4 separate regions of the Mus musculus genome follow, and all the other regions are linked to region 2. A link is a contact called in public promoter capture Hi-C data. All regions are on one chromosome and are shown on one strand. The core of a region is the stretch at or near the end of the contact, and the rest is flanking DNA. Distances in the headings are between cores, read along the strand shown.

Region 1 (3,403 bases), core at 564-3,063, 1.0 Mb after region 2:
ATTAATTTTATTTTTCTATGGGAGTGGCCTAGGAGACCAGAGGAGCTTATCTGATCCCCTAGCTGGAGTTACAGGTGGTTATGAGCCACTTAACATGGATTCTGGGAACTGAACTTTCGTCCTCTAGAAGAGGAGCAAGGGCTTTTAACCTGTGGCTATCACTCTCTCCAACACAAGATGTGAATTTCTCTCACTCAATTAAAACATCCCCCCCCCCCCACTTTCCTAACACAGTACATCATTCCCAAACAAAGCACAATATTTTCCTTTTTTTTCTTGAGGAGAAAGGGGAGGTGTTGAGAAAGGAGTTCTTGTGTAGCCCTGGCTGTCCTGGAACTCCCTTTGTACCCGAGGCCGGCCTTGAATTTAGATATCCACTTGCCTTGCCGGTGGGTGGGGCCTTTCTTCCTTCCTTGTGCTGAGATACAGGTGTGCTCTGCCCCACCAGCCCTTTCTCATGTGACCACAGTCACTTTCAGTAGGGGTGACCACTTTATATATGCATCTACCATTAGAACAGTGGGTGGATGCAGCCCCACACTTCAGTGAACCCTGGCAGGATAACAAAGGAAATAGTTTTCCTACAGGCTGGGGCTATTTTTGGAGAGTTCGGAGGCTCCTTGGGGACATTCCTTAATTTGGGCCCCATCTCCCCAAAGAGCTTTTTGATCTTTGTTTGGCAAAAGGATAAATATGCTCCAACTTTTTAACATTCTCTAACACAGGAGGTGGTCCTGTTGTTCTAATTTGCATAATGTTTTAGGAATCCTGTAGCATGTAGCACTTTGACTTTTTTCCCCCAGCTTTTCAAAACAGGGTTTCTCTGAGTACCTGGAACTCAGAGGTTGGTCTGTCTCTGCCTCCCAAGTGCTGGGATTAAAGGTGTGCACCATGACCACCCTGGTCCCTTATCACTTTCCTGAAAAGGCAGGTAATACTGATGTGGGGAGCACTTTACTAGTATCTGTAGGTCAGGCTGGCCTCACTCTTGGTGATTTTCTTGTTCTAGCCTTGCCAGCACTGGGACTTCAGCTGAGATCCACTGTACTCAGCTTTTCATGATAGGCTGCAACCTGACCTGGTGTTATTTATAATTTTTTTTTCTCAAGACAGGGTTTCTCTGTGTAATAGCTTTGGCTGTCCTGGACTTTATTTGTAAACTACCCTGGCCTTGAACTCAGAGGTCTGCCTGCCTTTGCCTCCCCAGTGCTGGAATTAAAGGCACGGGCCACAAATGTTTGGCTTATTTTTGTACGCATGTTTTTAGTGCATTGTTTTACTTTTGTTGTTGCATCGAACCCCTCTGAAAAAAGCCTCAACTTCTCTTTTTGGGCTTTCAGTTTGCAACCACATCTTTAACATGTTTGGAATATATCCCTTTGGTACCCAGAGTAGTTCATCTGACACTGACATGAAACTCGGTTACTCAAAGTGCACCTTCCCGTTTCCATTTGGTCTCTTATACTTTTGCGGCAGTTTATGGTTATGGTGTGAGGGGTCCTGAGAGCAGCTGGAGGTTCGGTTCTTCCAGGCAAGGTCAGAGTGCACCTTCGGGCGTATATGTCACGTATACGTGACATCTGTCGTCTGGTACCCCAAAGCGTTCGACAGGACCCTTCATCCTTTGCCGCCCACCCCCTCAAGCTGAGTGATCCCCAGTGAATCCGTGTCCCCTTCCAATGAGACCTTTTCGGCCCCCTGCTGTTCGCCTCCACTCTGGCCAAGGTGACGCGGTCCAGCATCCTCAGGAACCTAGACCGCAGGCCGGCTCCCTGCGGGGCGGGGCCTCGGAGGCGGAAGTGCCCGGGGCGCTGGCGGCAGGTCTATCGGAGCCATGGGAGCTCCGGGCAGAGGCAGTGGCGGCGGCCGCAGAGGCGGCGGGGGCTGCCCAGGCGGGGGCGAGCGGCGCGGGACGCGGGAGGGGTAGCTCGGGCTGAGCGCCGAGCCATGGGCCGGGTTGGGGCCGGGGGCACAGCGCGGGAGGCAGCGACCGGGTCACTGCTGCTGCTGCTGCTGCTCCTGGCTCGGCCTCCGCCTGCCGCCGCCAGCAACAGCAAGGAGAGCGGTGAGCCCGCGGGCCTACAGCGCCATCCGCGGCGCGGGCCGGGGGCGGGCGGGAGGCGGGGATTGTGACTCACGGGGGGCACCTGTGCGTTCACCTGGCGCGGCGTTGAAACGAGGTTCTCATCTTGGGTTGCGCCCCCTGCGGGGCATCCGGGCCAGAAAAACCCCCATGCCCGCTTTTCCGTTCCGGGCCCGCCGAGTTCGCTCACTTGGAGCGGATTCTACCGGTCCGTCTCTCCTGTGCTTTAGAGACGCGACTGTGGCACCCAAGAGCTGGGAGGTAGAGGAACCTATCTCCGAAGAATAGCTGAACCGTGGTGACGCAAGGGACAGTATCTGGTAGAAGGGTTGAGCTAGAGAAAGTTGGGCAGACCCTGGACTAGGGGGGGTCTAACCAGCATTATGTTCCTAATCCAATCCCAGGAAGGTCACTCTTGATTGCTGATTTTGCTTCTCACCGACTGTGCTGCCAGCTGGCCCTAGAGAAGCTGGCTGACCAGAATGGATGTAAAGAAAGGGTACTCCCTTATAGGGGAGCTTCCTAACTGCTTTTTGTTATTTCTGCTCCGCAAGTGGGAACGCACTGGACTACAGTTTAAGGAGGCAGTTAGATCTTTGACCCTCTGTGTTCTGCCTACCCGCAGACATTTAGAAATAGGAAAGATGAGTACTTTCCCTTCTCTTGCCCGGCGGGAAACTCCCCGGGAGACCTTTGTGCTACCTGGTGTTCCTTGGACCTTTCCGGATGTTGACTGTACCTCCCATTTCCACCCCCTCCTCCCTTGGAGCTCTTGTTTCTTTCTTTTTTATTTATTTATTTATTTACTTATTTATTTATTTTTATTATATGTAATTACACTGTAGCTGTCTTCAGACACTCCGGAAGAGGGAGTCAGATCTCATTACGGATGGTTGTGAGCCACCATGTGGTTGCTGGGATTTGAACTTCGGACCTTCGGAAGAGCAGTCGGGTGCTCTTACCCACTGAGCCATCTCACCAGCCCCTTGTTTCTTTTTTTAAAGATTTATTTATTTATTATATGTAAGTACACTGTAGCTGTCTTCAGACACTCCAGAAGGGGGAGTCAAATCTCACTAGGGATGGTTGTGAGCCACCATGTGGTTACTGGGATTTGCACTCAGGACATTTGGAAGAGCAGTCAGTGATCTTAACCGCTGAGCCATCTCTCCAGCCCGGAGCTCTTGTTTCTTTGAGGGTTGTTGTTTTTGGTTTCCGAGGAGTTGGTATAGTTTGAAATGAAAGGCAGTGTTCCCTAAAGACCTTCTGATAGATTGCTCCATACCACATCCTATTTGTTCCTCCTTCTCCAGCCCTGGG
Region 2 (3,482 bases), core at 113-2,612:
TTCCAACTCCCAGGGTAGTGCATAGACCCCAGAACAAGAGAGCTGGGAAAGGAAAAGGCCACCATGGGCGTCAGGGAGGTAACACTCTGCCCTTTGCTGCTCTGTGCCTCCTCTGGTCTCCCGGACATCCCAGCCAGAGTCTCCTGCACTGTCCGAAAGGCCCTGACCACCTCAGCCGTTAAGACAGAACTCAGCCACATGTTCTCACACTTCTTGTTTTCCTTATTAAGTAATATTTCTTTCTAACCAAGGAAAAATGACTTGCTTTGATTAGGATACCCATCTTTCATCCTTCAGCCACATGTAATGGCAGAGAAGGAGCCTCCAGCCACGGGAGTGACTTCTTGTGAAGGAAGCCACAGACAGAGTCTAAGCTGAACAGTGGAGCTCTGTAGCGTTGCTTGTCAGGGTGGGCAGGAGGTGCAGGTTCCCTGCTGCCACCCTCAGCATGGACGGACACAACCTCCCCTCACCTAACCACTGGAAGGTGACAGAAAAATAACAAGACTTACGTTTGACGGTGCCTCGGGACTCCTGGAAACCTGCTGATTCCGAGCCCCATCCTAGAACCTCACAGTCATGGGTGTCCACCTGCCCAGTTCGAGTCCCAGGGCTTGTGACTCCCTTACCCCTGTCCACCAGCCAGCAAGACTTCCACAGCCCCACACTCCGCTTGCGTCCGTCCTCCAGCGTCTGGTACACCCAATTGGGGGTGAAGGCTGCTGCGTTGTTGAGGATGAGGGAGACCAGGGCCACCAGCACAGCGGTGGCCACAAGCTTCTGGAGAGTCATCTCTGACTTCCAGGACTGTCTATCTCGGAGAGTTCCAAGTCCCAGTCAGCCGCTGTGCATCCAGAGAAAGCCAAGATGCTGCTAGGGGTGGCTAGAGGACATCAGCACTCATCCTTGGGAAGCTATGCGGCAGCTCCAGCCCGGCACAGGAGGATGTCGCCCATGGGACGGGTCCAAGAGAGCTACTCACAGCCCTGTCTTAGCCTGCCTCTTGAGCCTGGAGCAGGGACAAGCCTGTGCTGAAGCTGGTCTCCCCAAGACCCATTCCAGGGAGAAATCTGGGGCACTGGCTGCACCAGCGAGAATCCAGAGTTGTAAGTGGGTCGTCTTCTTTGGAACAGAGGCCAGGGAGGCTGTGTCCACAGTGCCTCTTGCCTACAGCAGTGGAAAATGGACAGCAACTCGGGAGGCAGGCACAGCGTGGGAATCAGCCAGGTTACGCGCCTCAGAACGGGCTGTGGGAGCCAGTCTGATGGAGGAACAGGGTTGTGGACGCAGTGTGGGTTTGGCCACCTCTCTGCTATGTATCCCGTCTTGGTATCTCTGCCACAAATGGCAGGTCCTGAAAAGCAGAACGCCTGCCACAAGGAAGCATGTGTATGCGCGTATGTGTGTGAGCTCCCGTTTCCCTGTCTCTCAGCAGAGAGGAAATGGTTGTTTTTGAGGCTGTTTTTGGTGAGCAGGAGGGCGTAGCCAACTGCAACAAATAGCAGCCCTGCCACAGAGCCAGACACTAACAGGATGTGCTTCCTGATGGGAAAGGCCTGGGGAGACTTCAGAGGCCTGCTCCAGCCCACCACTGGCTGCCCCTCCCCATCTTCCTGTCCCATAGGAATAGTCAGGGATGCCAGCCAGGACACTCATCTTCTTACCTGTTGCCGTCAAACCTAGCCAGCTGTGCTAGGTCCCGGACCAGGGGATGCTGCAGACAGCACGGGCAGGCAGAATCCTCAGGGACTAGGTGTCCATCCATCCATCCATCCATCCATCCATCCATTGCCTAAGGCATGATAGGTGCTGTGAATCCCCAATGTCTAAAGCAGTGGTTCTCAGTCTGTAGGTCATGACCTCTTTGGGGGTCAAATGACCCTTTTACACGGGTCACCTGAGACCATCAGAAAACACAGATATTTGCATTAGAATTCATAACAATAGCAAAATTACAGTTGTGAAATAGCAACAAACTAATTTTATGGTTGGGGGTCACCACAACATGTGGAACTAATGGCAGGACAGAGTAAGGTGTAGAGGCACCTGAGGCAGGCCACCATCTGCTGACAGAGATCCATTCACCTCAAGGGAGCAAGTGTACTCAGACCTTACAAGGAAGGGGAACCTTGAGGAACCTCTGCAAGGGGTTGTTCTTGGGCTGGCAAGAAAAGGTGGGATTCTGTAAGGGGTTGTGCCACCAAGCAGGCTGGATAGCTGATGTGACTTCTGAGCAGCCAAGTTTGCTTACTAGCAAAGTGCTCGCTCCCCTGAGGCTGGACAGAGCGACTGTACATTTGCTCTCCTTCCTCATAGCGCTTCAGCTCTGGTAAATAAAAGCCACCAGGTCTGAGACTGTGTCCCGCCTCCAGAGCCTCCCACCAGGGTTCCAGAGCTGCATAAATGAACACAAGAACGCAGGAGCTGTGGGCTGAACCATCTCAAACACACGTACTGCACCGCACCGCACCGGGCAGGATTGGGACAGCCTGGTGCTGACTAGTGCACTGGCCGGGACAGGCCGGAACCGACCTTTCCTGTCTTCATGAACTGACATGCTGGGCCACCCCCTACTTCCTAGTGTGGCTGCCTTCAATCACACGTTCCCATATATAGTCAGGCTCCTGGCACTCCTTAAGTTTACATTCCAAAAGGCAAGGACTCTGTCTCTGTCCAGCCTTTTGACTGTCAGCAGTTCTGAGAATGTAAGTCCTCTGAGGAATAATATGATTTTTCACCCTCAAGTTTGTAGCAAGTGTCATTGTGGCTTATTTATATTTTTTATTCTTATTGCTCAGGGCCTGAAGGAAATTTACGCTTCATTCCAGGTCTCTGGGCCAGCCTCCCTGTGGGGTATGTTCTAAGTAGGAGGGACTTGACAAGCCGTGTGGGGTGCCATCTACCCTCAGCTTGTGCTATGACTCCGAAGGCACTTAAGTGGTACAGCTGTCATTGTTTCTGCCTGTGCCTCCCCCCAGAGGCAGAATTAGGGTGCAACATCTCCTACACAACACTTCAGAGATGAAATATTTGAAAGGAAGGTCTCCCAAAGTCTCCGTTAAGAGAACATCTATTTTCCTCCTTTATTTTTTGGGTGGTTAGTAAATGGCTAATTCCCGGTGAGAACCGAGAAGCTGTGTTAAGATTCTCTAACTCTCAAACTGATGACATCCTCCTGTCTCAGCATTGTACAGCTGGCCCTGAAGGCTGCAGGACACGTGTGGGCATCTCAGGGAGGGAAGGCCCTTGCACCAGTTCTGGCTTTGACTTTCCTGAGCTGGGTGGGGAGGAAACCAGGGCCCTGATCCCCACCTGTGCTTCTAGGAACTTTTATTTGCAGGTGTCTGTCCCCTAAACCATCTGCCTATCTGTGTAGGAGGGGAAGCAGGGAGAGATGGACTTAGGAGGGTCCTCTCGTGAGATATGAAGCTCCTGTGTAGGAGGGGAAGCAGGGAGAGATGGAGTTAGGAGGGTCCTCTCTT
Region 3 (3,213 bases), core at 592-3,091, 1.1 Mb after region 2:
ACGTAAAATAAAAATAAACCTTTTTTGCAAAAGTATATTTCTATGTCTACATTGAGGAAAAGAATTTCTGCTCATGAGTTTGGGTTTTTAAAACTCTTGATTCCTGGCAAGAAACATGAGCAAATGCCATGAAAATTTAGTTAAAGCTGCTAATGGCAATTCTGGGAGGAGCAAAGGCATTTCAAGGCTCTCAAGTGCTGTCCTTTACCCTCTCATTGCAGAAACTCCCTCAAGGTCTTCATAATTTAATCCTTTTACCCCTATTTATAATTTCTCCCCCACCACACCCCCCCCCCCCAGCACTCCTTAGCAGGCCGTTGCATTTCCTCCAGGCTTCCTGATTCCCTTCCTGTCCCTGCAGGGCAGGGGTCCCGAGGAGCTGGAGGCCCGAGGGCCCTACTCTGGTCCCAGGGCTTGGGGATACCTACCACCGTGGGCCAGCAGGAGGATGGACGTGGACTTGATCCCGAGAGCCTGGCCTGGCCGCAGCAGCAGCTCTACAGAATCAAGGCAAGCATTGGGGTCCGGGTTTGGGAGTGGGGAGGATGCCCAAGGCCAAGGCTATCTACTGCTCACTCAGTGGTCGTGATTGTTTCTTCTAATGGTATGAGGCTGAATGGTCTGGGTCAGGGGCTGCTAGAGAGTCTCCAGTGCCCAGAGGCCGGAGGACCTGAGGCTGCATTAGATGGACAGAAGTGAACATGAAACTTGTCCTGGCATTTGAGGGGGGGGGCACTATCTATACCCCAGCCCCAGACCTGAGGCTCAGTGATGAGTCTAGGAGGGGAATTTGTCAGGCTTGGTCACCCTAGTAGCTATAGTTCAAGTGGTTCCTTCTCTATACATAGCAATCCTGGTCCTCGGTACTGTGCTAAGTCCTCTTAAGGGACAGGTGGCAGGGTTAGGATCACCCCAGTCAGCTGTGGGTTTAGAGTCTGAAGCCAGTACTACTGCTTTTGCCTGTGAGCCATGAAGAAGGGACAAGGCAATGAGGGAGAACAATGTCCAGAACAAAACATGGCAGTGGCACTGGCAGCAGCAGTATAAAAGCATGTAGATGGCAAGTGCAGATGCAGCCAGTATAGGGTGGTATGGGTACCAGGAGTCCTCTGGCCAAGGTGAGGTCTGGGTGGGTGCGTACTAAGCCTAGGTCACAACTTTTTGTCTGCAAAATGGACTACCTGAGAGGTGTCAGGGGCTGATTTGACTGGTAGATGACATTCTTAAGTGCAGTAATTACTTGTGTTCACATATTTCTCCTTGGGATGTGGCTGACCGAGGGTTGAGACCTGCCAAGTAGAGAGTTGTGCATCTATGTTCCTGTGGTGGGGCAAAATGGAGTTGACTCTTTGCGCTTGCAGACTTAGCAAGAGATGCCTTGCAGACATTATAAGTGTTATGTGTGTATTTGTGTGGAGGGCGACCAGCTACCCAGAAACTCTACTCTCTCAATAGCATCTGCGATCAGATATGAGTGGTCTGCCTTCAGTGTACTGGCCTAGGGTTCAGTGATGGCTGTGGTTGTTGAGCGCGCTCAGGGCTGTTTCCCATGGCACCTTTCGGGACGAGCAGTAGTCGTTGCCCCATTGGGCATCCTCCGCGGCTACGTTTCTTTTCAGCGGCACTCCTAGTTCACGCCCCGCCTTCACCACCGCAAGACAGTGCTTGGCTCCTGAGTACGCCGCAGTCCCGCCTTTCGCTCAAGACTCTGCCCCTTACTCTTCTTGTCCTCGGACTCCCACCCGCCCCGTGTTAGAAGCTCCGCCCCACACCGTGGTTCTGCCTCTACAACGAGACCCAGCCTCCGCAGCAGTCCCGCCCCACACCACGGCCCCGCCCCCGCACTTCCGGGCGGCGCCGGCGGGGGCGCTCAGGCCTGGGCTTCAGGGCTCTGGGCTCAGGCTCCCGGCTCAGGGAAGCGCTTGCGGCCGCCGCCGCAGGAGCCTGCTGGGGTCGGGCTGGAGCCTGGTTCCAGAGAGGGCTGGTGAGAGTGAGCAGCCGGTTTTGGCGGCGCTCTGCGGCCTGCCTTGCGCCGCCTCCGGGCCACGGGTCGCCGAGCCGCCGCCGCCGCCGCGATGGGGGCCCCCCAGGGCCGCGCCCCCGCCGTGGCCCGCCCGCTGAGCCGCCGCTGAGCGCATGGGCCTCGCCGGGCCGGGAGCCAGGCCCCGGGCCGCGCCTCCACAGCCGCCGCGCGCTGGTGAGTAGTGGGAGCCGACGGGCGCGCTCCTGTGGCGCGGAGGCCTGCTGCCCGGGGCTGCGGGAGTAGGCCGCGCTAGGCCGGCGTACGCGGACCCGGAAGAGAGGGGCGCGCGGGTTGCGGGCGGGAGGCGTGCCGGAGCGCGGCCCCTGATGTGCGAGGTTGTGCCCGGCGTAGGGAGACCTGAGATCCAAGGGGACGTTGAGCGGAAGAGGTGGCAGGCTCCGCAGTATGAGTAGAGGCGTGGGGACTGCATGGTATGCTAGGTATATATGAGGAGAAGGGCTTGGGGGTGGGGGGGGCGATGTGCCAGGGACAGGACGATAGTAGGGCATGGGGAAAGCAAGGCCTGTTTGAACAGGACCAGGGACTAAGGAAAAGCAAGGATTCTAAGAATGATGTACAGGTGGGTGTGTGTCTGCCGAGTGTGGTGTACTGTTGATGGGTCTGGGACACATTTAGGATATGGGTGAGTGGGTGCTGAGAAGCTGCTGGTGCTAGACTGTGTGTGTGTCTTCCTTTGCGCTATCCCCTAGTCCCTATGAAAAAGTAAAGTAGGGACGAGTAAGAACAATCCAAGGAGGGCACTCTCTGGTGTGGTTTGGCTTGCCAGATAACCACTTGTCCTGGTGTTCATTGCCTTACTTAATAATGCTCCCCCCAAACAAAACAAATTCACCCAAAACCAAAGCCCAGAGCGAGCATTTTTAGTTGGGCATAAGGATTTTTTTCGGCTCATCTGAAGATAACTTGTAAAGAGTTCGCAATAACTGTGTACTCCTCCCCTTTACTCCAATGCGTTCCTTTACTCACAGTCCGTTTTGGAGAACATGGAGTCTGACTTTACCTGAGAGAGGCAGTACTAGCTGGTTTCAGTTTTAGAGCCCACTTCAGGGCCGAGAAAATATAGGGAGCACAGAGATTTTGTTTGATTTTTCAGCAGTATTGACTTGTCCTACATCTTTCAGAGAAACACCGTTACGACTTTATGTGATGGGGGACTGCACTAGATATGA
Region 4 (3,252 bases), core at 601-3,100, 1.0 Mb after region 2:
GAGGGTGTAGTGGGATACTGGTGTCAATCCCATATCTGTGCAGGGCCCTGCTGGGACACTGGAGTGAAGAACAGGAGCCCATTTTGAGAGGGGGAGCCACCCGGTGACAACAGTGTCTATGACCTGCTCCACAGGTTTTCATAGAAGCTACACCAGCTTATTTAATCTTCCCGACTCTGAATAGACAGGGCTTTGTTCTACTAGAAGAAACTTCATAAAGCCACCAGCTCTGAATAATAATCTACTACTTGGAGCCTCAGTCGATTCTTGTGGGACTCACGTCCAGTTGTGAAAAGCTGAGTGCTGGGGAAGACTGGAGAAGGGTTCTTCTACCTCCACCTCCACAATTCTGAGCCTCCACCAGCTTTGGTATCGAGCTGCTAATCCTCTCAATGAGGTCACAAAACCTGTGTCCAAGGGACACTCTTCTCCCACATCAGCAGCACCCCGTCAACGTACGAGGCTGTGAGGCTAGTCACACACAGTCTCAACTAATTCTAGGAGACCACAAAGGTCCTGACCTCTCCCCAAGACAGCATTCAACCACTCCCCCAAATCCACCAAGATCCAGACAAAGGGACGTAAGGTGGCAGGAAGGGTTCCGGTAGTGTGTACCTCATGAAAATCTCTGCGATCCGGAAGCCAATCCCAGAACCACCACCTGTGATAAAGGCCACTTTGTCCCTTCAAAAACAAGAAAATGTAGTCATTTTTAAATATTTATTTGTTTTACCAGTATGAGTGTTTTGCCTGTGTGCCTACAGAGAGTTGAGTCCTCGTGTGGATGCTGGGAACCAATGCTGGGTCTCCTGCAAGAACAGTAAGTGCTCTGAACTTATTCAGCCATCTCTCTAGTCCCTAAACTCTTCTTTGAAAACCATGTTTTAGCTTGATGGGGGATGCATGCCTGTAATTCCAGCCTGTGAGAAGTGGAGACAGGGGGACCAAGAATTAAAAGCCAGCCTGGTCTACAGAGAGAGTTCTAGGACAGCCAGGGCTTCACAGAGAAACCTCATCTCGAAGAGCTTTAGATAGATAGATCTCTGTTAACTCAAGCTCAAATAGATAAGCGGCCCGTGGAGAACTTTCACTCCATGAACTTCTACCCAGTTTCGCTATGAAGGAAAACATGCTCCTGCTAAACAGGTACTCAATGAATTTGCAAGACATAAATCCCCAGCCATAAAACTGCAATCTTTAAAGTCGGTTATTTTTAGGCTCCCTAGAAGTTCGGAGGTGAAGGAGTTTATTTAGCCTAAAATTTTCTGCGTAGTAAGTTACCAAGAGAGACTTGTTTTCAAAAGTGAGCAAGCGCCGGGCGTGGTGTCGCACGCCTTTAATTCCAGCACTCGGGAGGCAGAGGCAGGCGGATTTCTGAGTTCGAGGCTAGCCTGGTCTACAAAGTGACTTCCAGGACAGCCAAGGCTATACAGAGAAACCCTGTCTCTAAAACAAAACAAAACAAAGTGAGCAGCTTCCACCCTCAGTCCCTCATCCCATTCTTCCAGAACCCCAAGAAACTTCAGGTCTACGATTGCCCAGGAACGGAGTACTGAGCATCTGTCCTCTGTGATGTCACATCCAGTGGCAGATTCGTTAAACCCTGTGCCCCAAGTCTGGATCGCCCCCTGGTTCCCTGCTTTAGCTCACTGGAGAAGATCCGGGCAGAAGAGATGGTGGTATTCAGGAAGACAGTCATCCCCCTCAACGTCGGGCGGCGGCTGGGCCATGATTGCTGCGTGTCCGGGATGGCAAGGACAGTGGAACCAGGAACCAGATCTACCTTTCCAACGCAAAACGCAGCGTTCTGCAGGTTGCTCGCTCCGCCCAGAAAGATCCAGGACCAAAGTTCTGCCCCCACATCAAGCCGCCCATCAGACGGGGGTGGGACAGGGGCGCCCCACCCCAAAAAGGTGCCTGGGCCCTTCAAGCCTTCCTATCACAGACCCTCCCGCAACTCCCAGCCTCCAGCCCTTCCCACTCGACCAGGCGGACACCCCGCCCTCGGTGGCGCGCAGCCTGCTGGGACTGAGAATGGGAGGAGGCACTGATACAGAGGCCCAGAGACGCTCCAGCCAGTTAAATGCCCGGTTCCTTTCCCAGTTGGTGTCTGTGCAGCCACTTAGTCCATATACCCAAGCTGGCCGGGCTGCGTGCTATCAGCTGTGGAAGTCGGAACTCCAGATGAACACCGCTCTTGGACACTACCTCCCAGTGCAGAGAATCTGGAGCTTGCAAACCCAATAGCTCCCTCTCGTGGCTAACCCGGGTGGAAAGTCCAGAGTGAACCTCTTGCTGGCTGGCAAGAATCACTGCACTGAAACTCAGAGAACCAAGAACTGGGTTCCATTGTCTAGATGTCAAAGAGTGAAATGACTTATCAAATTAGCCACAGAAGCTGTCATGATGTACCTGCAACTGAATCAGTGACTCTGGGATCCGGGGTGAGATGTGACTTACATGTGTCAATGTGAACATAAATGGACATCAGGCCGTGGTGGTCATCATGGACAGCATCAGGTCGGGAGTGGAGGATACTCTTTTGTGCCTGGGTTGCATTGAGGGAGAGATGAGAGTAGCCCTTGGAGTGTTAGGCTCTGCTGTTCCAACTTCAGGAGACCTGATACACAATACCCACAAAGACTGGTGTGTACTCCTACTGAAGGCTCGCTCACTGGGCCTTGAAGAAGCCTCAGGTCCGGTCTATTCTTTACTGCCATCCTCAGACAAATCAGATGGGCAGGAGCTATACCAGCGCCCGCAAAAGAACCCCAATTGGATTCTCAATTTCATGGGCCCTGGATTCTTGCTTGGTTCTTGCATTTACCCAAAGTCGAGGGATCCTTCCTTTCTTTACTCAAAGCTCTAAGCTTCAGGCCTAATGTTTTATACCATGCATAAAAACACTCATTAAAGTGCTTGAGTAAAGCAATTTCCTCCACATTTGTCATGACTATGGGACATCATGGTGCATCATTGCTCTGGTGACCTATAGCTTGGCCCTGTAGTCGTGCCAATGAAATAAGTAGAATACGGTGGTAGCTGGGACTAGGGGAGTAGTAATCCAGGATCGGCATTATACACTGGCCTTAACTCCTCACCTAGGACTTTCTACTCCCCTGTAGGAGGTAGGTAAACTGAAAGCAGGATCCCATCAGGCTTGCTGTCACTGCCCATGCTGGGGGCAGGGGGACCTTTCAGTGACTCGGCTGTCCTGAGGTCACCCATGTTTCTGTGGCCAATCTCTCATCC

The links. Promoter capture Hi-C pulls out the DNA fragments that hold promoters and counts their contacts.
Region 1: a promoter capture Hi-C map of liver shows a contact between it and region 2, with 4 times the contacts expected there. The contact joins the promoter of Pgap6 here to the promoter of Tmem204 in region 2. A contact is called at or near these places in 3 of 39 promoter capture datasets (liver and pre-B cells) and 1 of 115 datasets of contacts at active chromatin or transcription factors (pancreatic cancer cells).
Region 3: a contact with region 2 is called in a promoter capture Hi-C map of liver, with 4 times the contacts expected there. The contact joins the promoter of Axin1 here to the promoter of Tmem204 in region 2. A contact is called at or near these places in 2 of 39 promoter capture datasets (both in liver) and 1 of 115 datasets of contacts at active chromatin or transcription factors (pancreatic cancer cells).
Region 4: a contact with region 2 is called in a promoter capture Hi-C map of liver, with 3 times the contacts expected there. The contact joins the promoter of Decr2 here to the promoter of Tmem204 in region 2. A contact is called at or near these places in 4 of 39 promoter capture datasets (hippocampal neurons, liver and pre-B cells) and 1 of 9 other capture datasets (liver).

Annotation. Positions count from the first base shown.
Region 1 is chr17:26,111,503-26,114,905 of GRCm38.p6, forward strand. It overlaps Pgap6 (post-glycosylphosphatidylinositol attachment to proteins 6), which reads left to right and starts at 1,814. Exons shown (of 13, transcript NM_021793.2): 1 at 1,814-2,065. The coding sequence starts at 1,948.
Region 2 is chr17:25,079,752-25,083,233 of GRCm38.p6, forward strand. Tmem204 (transmembrane protein 204) reads right to left here and starts at 1,363. Exons shown (of 3, transcript NM_001001183.1): 1 at 513-1,363. The coding sequence starts at 792. The region is part of intron 18 of Ift140 (intraflagellar transport 140); the gene reads left to right.
Region 3 is chr17:26,136,845-26,140,057 of GRCm38.p6, forward strand. Axin1 (axin 1) reads left to right here and starts at 1,842. Exons shown (of 11, transcript NM_009733.2): 1 at 1,842-2,197. It overlaps Gm46600 (a long non-coding RNA gene), which reads right to left and starts at 1,908. Exons shown (of 3, transcript XR_001782196.2): 1 at 1,557-1,908; 2 at 429-497.
Region 4 is chr17:26,088,314-26,091,565 of GRCm38.p6, forward strand. It overlaps Decr2 (2-4-dienoyl-Coenzyme A reductase 2, peroxisomal), which reads right to left and starts at 1,851. Exons shown (of 9, transcript NM_011933.2): 1 at 1,651-1,851; 2 at 616-684. The coding sequence starts at 1,730.